Regions from separate parts of the Sus scrofa genome. Here region 2 is linked to region 1. Evidence: chromatin contacts called from public Hi-C data. All regions are on one chromosome and are shown on one strand. Each heading gives the region's core, a stretch centred on a gene start, on an enhancer-like site or on the middle of the called end of the contact. The rest is flanking DNA. Distances are from core to core; before and after follow the strand shown.

Region 1 (4,711 bases), core at 1,472-3,971:
TAAAGATCCCATTTTGGCTGTGATCTGTGGTCGCAGACACCACTCAGATCCTGAGTTGCTGTGGCTGTGGCTGTGGCAGGAAGCTGTAGCTCAGATTTGACTCCTAGCCTCGGAACCTCCACATGCCACCTGTGCGGCCTTAAAGAGACCCAAAAAAAAAAAAAAAAAAAAGGAATAAAATGATTAGGAAGTGTGTGTATGAATGTGTGTGTGTAACATATGGGGGAGGTAGTTAATATGCTGATAAGTCAGTTGCTCAAAGCTTATCATCGCCAATGCTCTACTGGCTCAGAAATTCTAGGTTCTCTCTCCAATTCTCCTTCAACTCCACTGGGCAATTTTATACTGGTCAAGTTATCTCTTTGTGATTCTGTTTTGGCCTTAGCAGATGGTTATGCTTCTAACAGAGAGAGGTGACTCAGCAAAAAATGATTCTAAAGAATCCTCTTTTGGAGTTCTCTTATGGCGCAGTGGGTTAAGGATCCAGCATTATTACTGCAGTGGTCAGGGTTGCTGCTGTGGCACAGGTTCAATCCCTGGCCCAGGGAAACTTCCACGTGCCACAGGCACGGGACGAAAAAAAAAAAAGACTCTTTTGTCACTTGTCAACTCTCTTGCCTTCTGACTCTGAAGACAGAAGATATGAACACCTGAAGGGGATGTGGAGAGCAAGGGGAAGTAAAGCTGATTTTTCCCAGCCCCTGCAGCTTCCTACTAGTGAGTGTCCTCTAATAAACTTGCTGAAATTACAAAAGAAATTCTGCTGAAGGTTATGTTATCTTCTCCAAGCCAAGTTGTGGAGGCTCCAAAGCAGTTAAAGAAATCAACCAGGAGTTCCCGTCGTGGCGCAGTGGTTAACGAATCCGACTAGGAACCATGAGGTTGCGGGTTCGGTCCCTGCCCTTGCTCAGTGGGTTAAGGATCCAGCGTTGCTGTGAGCTGTGGTGTAGGTTGCAGACGCGGCTCGGATCCAGCGTTGCTGTGGCTCTGGCGTAGGCCAGAGGCTACAGCTCCGATTCAACCCCTAGCCTGGGAACCTCCATATGCCGCGGGAGCGGCCCAAAAAATAGCAACAATAACAACAACAAAAGACAAAAAAAGACAAAAAAAAAAAAAAAAAGACAATCAACCAGAGGGCAAGGAATAGAATCCTCAGGAATACTCGTGATATATTTTGTTAAGGAAATAGGAAGCCAATTTCAGTCTCTTAAGGGAAAACCAATACTCTCAATTTTCTGTTGATCTCCAACCATGAGCCATGTTACATATCTAAAGAACCAGACACCTGAAGGAAAACCCCAAACCTCCTCTCTTACAAATTTTGTCCAAGCCCCTACCAAGGAGCAGAGAATTAATTCTCAAGCATTTGCCTTTTGCCAACTTTCAGACCTCCTTTTCTGTCTAGCTACTCAGGTGTGCCAAGAAATAGCAAGCACTATGCCCATTTTCCTTTGCCCTGATCAAAGTGCAGTTGTAACTATTTATTTGTGCAATTTTTTGGCTAAGGTCTATCTCCACATCTAAATTGCAAGTTCTGGAGTTCCTATCGTGGTGCAATGGAAACGAATGCAACTAGGAACCATGAAGTTTCAGGTTTGATCCCTGGCCTTGCTCAGTGGGTTAAGGATCTGGCGTTGCCATGAGCTGTCATGTAGGTCACAGGCTCAGCTTGGATCTGGCATGGCTGTGGCTGTGGCATAGCTGTAGCTCCGATTCGACTCCTAGCCTGGGAATCTCCATATGCCTCAGGTGCAGCCCTAAAAAAAAAAAAGAAAAAAAAATTAAAAAATAAATTGCAATTTCCATGAGGGTGGGGACCTTGTCTTTCTCGCTGATCAGATAACTGATTCAACAGTGTCTGAATGAATTAACACATTTTTTAATTGCCTACAGATTCCCACAAAATAAAATCCATCCCAGTTACAAAGAGACTCTTTTCTTGACAATATGGGTATTGATCAGCCAAGGGGTGCGGGACACTGTACCCACAGACGAAAGCAGATAAGCTGTTTGCACCTGCTGAGCTTATGTTATGGAGCATTTCTGAAACCACCAGACCTCGAAGAGAATCTAAACAAGAAGGAAGTAGAAGACGCATGTCTTTTAATTTTTTTCCTTCTTCAAAAAGGGCACAAGGGAAGAACTGGGAGCCACACCCCCTCCGGCCTGCACTTTCCTCTCACCCTCAGAGATCAAGCAGTTCAAAGATCATTCCAGAGTTGCTGCAGTTTTATTTTACCCTCAACTGACTTTCTAAAAATTAAGACAAAGGCCTGAATGTACAACCAGAGACCAAGTCCTACAGCAGTTCGTTTTTTCCAAACATTAGATCGCAACACAGTGAGTGAGTCAGATCCAAGCACTCCTCAGTACTTCCCTTCGGCCCCGCATCCCTGCAGCGCGAGTCTCCAGTGTGAGGCGGTGTTAACGGATGGGCCTGGGGCCCCTCCGCAGCCCGGGGCGGAATCCAACCCACCTTTCAATTCAGCAAAGCCAAGCACCACGTCTGAGGCTCTGCCCTGCCTGTCTTTGACCTCCAGGGCCGTGATGGTGCAGCCCCAGGAGATGATGTCCACTCTCAGCTGGTCTGATTGCAGCTGGAACTTTTCCACCGTCCCTGCCCCCGAGGGGAGGTCTCCAAACACGGATCTTGTAACTGAAACCATTAGGAAAGCTTGGGGTGTGTAGTTGCTCCAGGTCCCTCGAACTCCCGCCGCCAAACCTAGAGCGGCAGAAGTTTACTGGAGAAGGGGAGGGACAGGGATCAGACTCCTCCCCTTCCTTGCCGGGATTTAGGGAGTGACCACTTCTGCGAAAAATATCCTCCGGGGCCTTTCGAAATCATTCCTTTGCCTGAGGGTGGCACCAAGGCAAAATTTCCTACTAAGCTGGGAATTTCCAGCCAGTTCTTTTCCTTTGCTAACCCTGACTGCACTGCATGTTGGGAATGGTAGTCTTTGAAAGGGGAACTTGCATGTTGGGGCCTGTAGTCTTTCTAAACCCAAATCTTGAGTCTGCTGGATTCTACCCCGTTTTCTGGCACAAGGTTCTCAACGTGCAGTGATCTGTTCATTAATCGTGACTGACTTTCAGATAAAATGCTGGAAAATGCAGAGATTAAAATTAGGAAGAGTGGGGAGGGGGGTGGAAATGTGGGAGGTTGTGTGTGGAATTTTGATTTTTAACTCTTTGATCCAGAAGGGAAAGAATTACAGTAGTAATTAAGAGAAGGGGTAAATAATTGCAGGTTTCTCTGCACACTGACTGAAGATCCATTCTGCTTGCCACACAAACAGCTCTCAACATGTATTGCTGGAGCCACTGCCCAGAGGCTCTCCTGACTGCTAGCCCGGAGAGGGTCATGTCTAGATGGATTAGGGCCTAGTTTATATGGAGGTGAACAAAGGTGGCCTCTGACTTTCTTTCCTTCAGGGGACTGGGAAAGGACCTTGGTTATACACCCACTCTTGTTCCTGAAGCCCAAAGTTCCTTTAAGAAAGGATTAAGGATGAATATTTATTAAGGACATCATTAATGTCAGATACTGTACTTTTATTATCTCCTTTCTACAAGCAGAAAAAGGCTTTGCGTATGTACTGCTGGGAGAAGAAAGACATTAAATAATCCTTTAATGCTTTGATGTGCCTCAAAAGCATCAAAAATGCATATCCCCAGGTTCATTCCTGGAATTTCTGTTTCTGTGAGTCGAGGGTGAAACTCAGTAATCTACTTTTTTCACAGATTCCTCAGGTTAGTCTACTGTAGTTTATCTGGGACCAGACTTTGAGAAGTATTGCTCCAGGTTTTGATGACTAATCTCAGATTTTTTTCCCCCCTCTGATGGTACAGGACTAAGATAGAGCTACCAAAGGCCTTAATAATATTGTCAGATAAAATACAGTAAATGTATTTCTTTGCTAAATCTGTCCAGATAGTACTGAGCCTTGGAACAGGGAAGATTCTGGAAGCCTGACAACGTTCTACTTGACCATCTGCATACTCATCACTTTGATCTGGTTCCTAGGTACTTTAAAGGGGATCCAACTAGACCGTGGTGAACACCAAAATTCATCTATGACTAGGAAATTAGGAGAACTGGGATCATGTTCCTGGAATCAGATGCTAATAAAACATAACCATCTCTCAGCCCTTTCCATATTTGGAGTTTGAAGGAATATTTAACATTCTTGCCACAAAGCCTCAATTCTCATTCATGAAGCAGGGCAATTCTGATAGCAAAGGAAAAAGAGAGCTTGCAACAAGCTTCAGTGAAGCATAATATATAATAACAAAAAGACCTAAACAAGTCAAATTATAGACTGCACCACACTCGTACAATAACTGACAGACACTCTTAGTGCTGCTTCATCAGAATTCTCATAAACTCTGCAACCCTCATCAGCCCACTTAACATTTACGGCTGATTCATACATAAGCCCTCTTGGCAATGCTGTGTTTACAAGGATGTCTTAGAATTTTTCTGAGCAGGAAGACTGAATTTTCCTTTCTCAGCCACCAGTTCTCAGTGTTCTGCCAAGCTCAAGTTGTCACAGGAATAAATAAATGCATTTGGATAGCTAAAGCCAAGTGTCACTAGTGGGTGTTTTGTAGCTTGGCTTGGTAGAAAATGAGACATACTATGATGTCTCTCTAAGAGCTACAATTCTTAATTTCATCTTCCTTTGGCTTTGGAGGGTTTGGAATATTGTCC
Region 2 (4,711 bases), core at 1,322-3,821, 270 kb after region 1:
CTGAATACTATTATGGTGTTTATGAGAATAAGCCCTGGGCCCAGAAAGCCTGCCTTCAAATGCCAGTCCTGCCATTCAGGCAAGTTTTTAACCTCTTAGTGCCTCAATTTCTCCATCTGTAAGGTGAGAATAGCATTAGCATTTATGTCTTAGGATTATTGTTAGGATTAAATGACTTAACATATGTAAAGTATTTTGAGCAGTAAACATTCCATAAGTGTTGGCTATTTTAGAGTCAAGAAAATGCTCTCAATACATTGATTTGATCCCATAAAGGACTTGTTATATAGTTAGTTATAAAGAATGAGGACCTGGAAGTTTAGAAACATTAGGTGAATCAGTGTAAGAGTGTAACCTATTCCTTCATTCTTTTATTCATTCATTTATTCACAGATATTTTTTGAGGTCTTGTTATGTAGTAGGCACTGGCTTAAGTGCTGGAGATAGCCTGAAGACAGATCCCTGAGCTCTTGGATGCTCACTTTTTTGTGTGGTGGAAGGAGTCTGTCTGGGGTATGGAAAGAAACAAAAACCAAGGAAAGCAATTTTGTCTGTCTTGTTTGTCATCGTCTGTTCAGCACACACAACAGTGTCAAAATTCATTTGTTAAATGAAAGAATGAAGGAACAAATGACAGAGTAGTGAAAAATGAGGCTTGTTATAAAGGTAGAGCCCAAAGCATGAACGTTCTCGTCAACTATTTTGAAGAGTCTGGACTTTATCCTGATCAGCGAAATCACATGAATAAATTTGCATCTAAGAAAATTCAAGACAGTCTATGTGGAGGACCCACAGGAGAAGGGGGGAAGAGCAGGGAAGTTGTTATAGCAAGTCCACTGGGAGATGATGGGGTCTGAATCAAGAGGAAGGCTGAGGGGGTGGGAGGAGGTGAGCTGGGTAAGATTTAGAAGTCAGAATAGTTGTCATGTGGATTTGCTGGGTATAGAGGGAGGGAGATGTCTGCAGGAACACTGAGGTTTCACTGTGATGAGAAATTGCAGAGGGATGGTTGACTGGGGAAAATGGAGGAAGGCCCTTAAAACATATGGATTTGAGGTGACCATGGGATAGTGCTCAGTCTCTTGACAGTACTTGTGTTTGGCTTCTTTACCCTCCTTAGAGTCAGGAGACTTGGACCTGTCCAGGGCACTGTAGTAGCCTATGAAATAAACTGTTTCCTAGTGGAAAGGACACTGGCTAGGAGGTCACTTGACTAGCAGTGCAGCCTTAACTCTGGGGGTCCCTGATGGAGTGGGCTCAGTACTAAGTTAGCTGCTAATTCTAACTGGAAATTTATTCTTTGCTGGCAAAAATACTCATCTTTGCATCTTCTCTCATACCTCAGATGATAATACCCTGTATAAAGCAGACTGCAGGCAATATTAAATAGATGCCTTATAGGGAGATTATGACAGGAAATCCATCATCAAACAGGGCTTACAACTTGGTGCTTAGGTTGGACCAGGGGCATCGAACCAGGATGCAGGGAGTTAGGAGGTCCAGGAGGAGCCCCAAATCCCTTTCTATTAATACAAAAACAGATGAATAAAGAAATGGCCCAACAACCCCCCTTCTAGAATGGTACCCTGTAAGCTTTGATGACATCAATGCTTTTGTAGTGGTCATTCAGGATGAAGGGCTGTGAGAAGACCTGTCCAAGACAGCGGTTTGGACACCTGGACACATGTCTTTACCAGAGAAAAGGAGAATCTAATGCAGCTGGCGATAATGGTAAACACCCAAAAGAATAGGGACTGTTTCACAGAAGTCTCCAAAGGGTGGCTTTCCTTTTAAAAGCGACCTGAACTTTCTATAAGATGTCACTGGACCCCTTGAAGAAGGTTATCACAGTTCGGAAAGGACCTGCTACAAGTCTTTTTATGATTAGAATGCTTTCTGGTTTGCCCCTGTAAGGGGCTAGGAGCAGGAAGGCAAGGGTATGCACAGTTAAGAAGATAAGAGGAGGGTCTCATAATTAGAAGGAAGCGATGGCAAACGAACCATAGGATGGTCTCTGGATGGGAAACAACATTGGAGACTTGTGCAAGAAAGAACATGAGGAAAAGCAGGGCACCAGCAATAGTGTGGCGGGGAGTGTGGGGGTGGGGGAAGGAGGAACGAAGAAGGGAGGAGGGGGAGCACAGCTGTGGGAGGAGGTGGGAATAAAAGGGAGAGAAGGAAAGGAGTGTGAAAGCAACCTCACGTGCAGTGCACGAGTCAACGATCATGGAGAAGAGCTGTCAAGAGAATTGGGTTACTGAATTAGGAAGGAGGGACTTGGCTCTCCGGAGAATCCTTCTTCGTTTACACAGCCTAGTCCAGAGCTGAGGTGTGGCAATGAGCTTAGGGCGGTGGGAGTGTGAGACTGTCGGGGTGGAACGCTGCCCAAGTTCTCCCCAAAGTGGAAGGCTGGGAAAACCGAGCAGCAGGCAGGCTTGCAAGCAGAGCGGGGGCGGAGCGAGGGCTCCGAGGGGCGGGACGAGGGAGGGCGTGGGGAGGACCAGGAGGAGTAGCTTGAGGGCGGCGCTAGGACCCAACGGCGCCCCGCCGGCTCCCGGGAGGTTGATAAAGCGGCGGCGGCGTTTGACGTCAGTGGGGAGTTAATTTTAAATCGGTACAAGATGGCGGAGGGGGACGAGGCAGCGCGGAGGCAGCAGCCGCACCTGGGGCTGCGGCGCCGGCGGCGGACCAGTGACCCAAACACCGCGGTTAACCACGTCTCGTCCACGACCCTCCTAGGTACGGGCCGGCGCGGTGGAGGCCGCAGGGCCGGGTGGTGAGAGGGCTAGAGCCGCTCGAGCTCGCGGGCACCGGCCGCAGGCGGCGGGGTCGTCGTCCGCGGCTGGCTCAGCTTCCTTCTGCCGCCGCGTCTGGCCGCCGGGCCTAGCCCCCGCCGCGCCCCGGGCTCCAGCAGCGCGCGGCCCGAAAGGGCGGCCCCGTGGCGGCGGCTCCCGCAGCTGTCGAGTGTACTGGCGGCTCGCGCGCCGCTGCGCCCGGCCCGGCCCCCTGTCCGCCGCCCGCCCGCCGCGTGGCTGTGGCTGGGTCCGCCCCGACCTGAGGGGGCGGCCTTGAGCAGGGGCCGCCGACCCGGGGCGCGGGGAGCTAGGCTGCGGCGTGGCTCGGTCCTAAGGCTCTTCGGAAGCTGCTGGACGACCTGTCATTAGGCCGGCACTTAATGCTCTCTGTTCCTCGCGGGGAAAGGGAGGAAGGGTTATCCAGGTCGTGATGGGCCCCGTGGAGGAGGAGGACGCGCAGCGCACTGGGGGAGCGGACACCTCGCTGCCAGGTCGGAAAGCTCTCCAGACGCCCTTCCAGGAGGGAACCGCAGTCCGCAGGCCAAGGCTGTGCTCTGGGGCCCGCGTTCGTGGCCCCTCGGTTCCCGGACCCATTCAAGTGGGTAACGCGTGGCTAGGATGCAAGTTCGGGTTTAATTGTCAAAACTGGGGTTTATGTGCTGTGTGCTAGTACTGAGAACATAGTAAGGCCTGGTTAGACTGAAAGTGTTGGTGGTGCGAAATCACCTGATCCTTCGCTCCCTGGTTTTGCTGAATGTGAACTCTTACTGTACGTGTTCAAGGAGTGCCCCTGCCCCCGAAGACGCATTTGCCTTGGCAGCGGGGTGTTGTGTGTCCCTCTCATAACACCCCTATTTTTAGGAGTTTAGCATTTGATCTTTCACTATGATGTGAATTGAACGCCTGAAATCCTGATTGAGTATTTTGGTGGTACTTAAAGGCATAAAGTTTTTTAAAGACTTGTAAATAGTAAAAGTTTATGGTTAGGTAAGTATGGCAATAGCATAGATAGGAGTTTTTTTTTGTTTTTTTTTAACCTACACTAAATTTGAACTGTGTTGTTCAGACTTCTACAGTCTGTTAAAGGTTTCGTGAGATAAAATGTAAAACATTTTGATAGAAGACTGACTTTAATAGAAAAGCTTACGTGAAATGTATTTCATCATTTATGTTATTAGCCTATGGACATGTTGAATGTATGTCAGAGGTGATGACAATCTAGAGTTTTTGCTAAGGGAAAAAGAACAGGAAATAAGGCTTATTTTATTTCTTGCCAAGCAAAGCATTTGACAGAACTATTTATATAGAAAAAGTACTTCAAGAGAAGAGAGGTATGCCTTAGATCTATTCTGGTTGGAATTCTCAAGTAATTAGAGTTGTTTGGAATGCTGAGGGATTGGTTAATTTAGCTCTTTTGGACCCCGGGGGTGTGCTTATTTACTTATTTATTAATTATAACCGTTTTGACGTAGATCCAAAGCGTTCTATCCAAAGCAAGCGTGCTTGCTTACCTTTGTAACTCAAGGCTGTGTATGAACTGTGAAGAGATGCGATTCTTAAGACATGATAAGTAGAGTTGCTCATTTATTAAATACTCTGTCTCCTACCCGCAGGTTTTTATCTTGTGTGTGTATAGTTAATCCTTCACTTGATAGCCATTCCTATCAAATGACTGCCTGAAATAGTCCCTCTCCCTGCTAATTTGCTCTGAGTCACCCATTCTACATTAAAAACCAAATAAACTTGTTAAGATTTGTGTTTAAAGTAAAAGCCAGCAGACTGCAAATGAGTAGGAACTCATCTAATTTTGGCTGTGTAAACTCTTTGTCTCCCTATGCTTTCTGGATAAACAAAGTTAAGCTGAGTTGGGGTGAGTCAGGTGCCACTATAGAAGTTTAGTCTTGGGAAGATGTTTT

What was found. Hi-C and Micro-C count contacts between places; a contact is called where the count stands out from the background.
Region 2: a contact with region 1 is called in a Hi-C map of liver, with 4 times the contacts expected there. The contact joins the promoter of ATL2 here to the promoter of GALM in region 1. A contact is called at or near these places in 2 of 47 Hi-C or Micro-C datasets (heart right ventricle and liver).

Annotation. Positions count from the first base shown.
Region 1 is chr3:101,680,100-101,684,810 of Sscrofa11.1, forward strand. GALM (galactose mutarotase) reads right to left here and starts at 2,722. Exons shown (of 7, transcript NM_214406.1): 1 at 2,477-2,722. The coding sequence starts at 2,666.
Region 2 is chr3:101,954,618-101,959,328 of Sscrofa11.1, forward strand. It overlaps ATL2 (atlastin-2), which reads left to right and starts at 2,572. Exons shown (of 14, transcript XM_005662612.3): 1 at 2,572-2,739. The coding sequence starts at 2,622.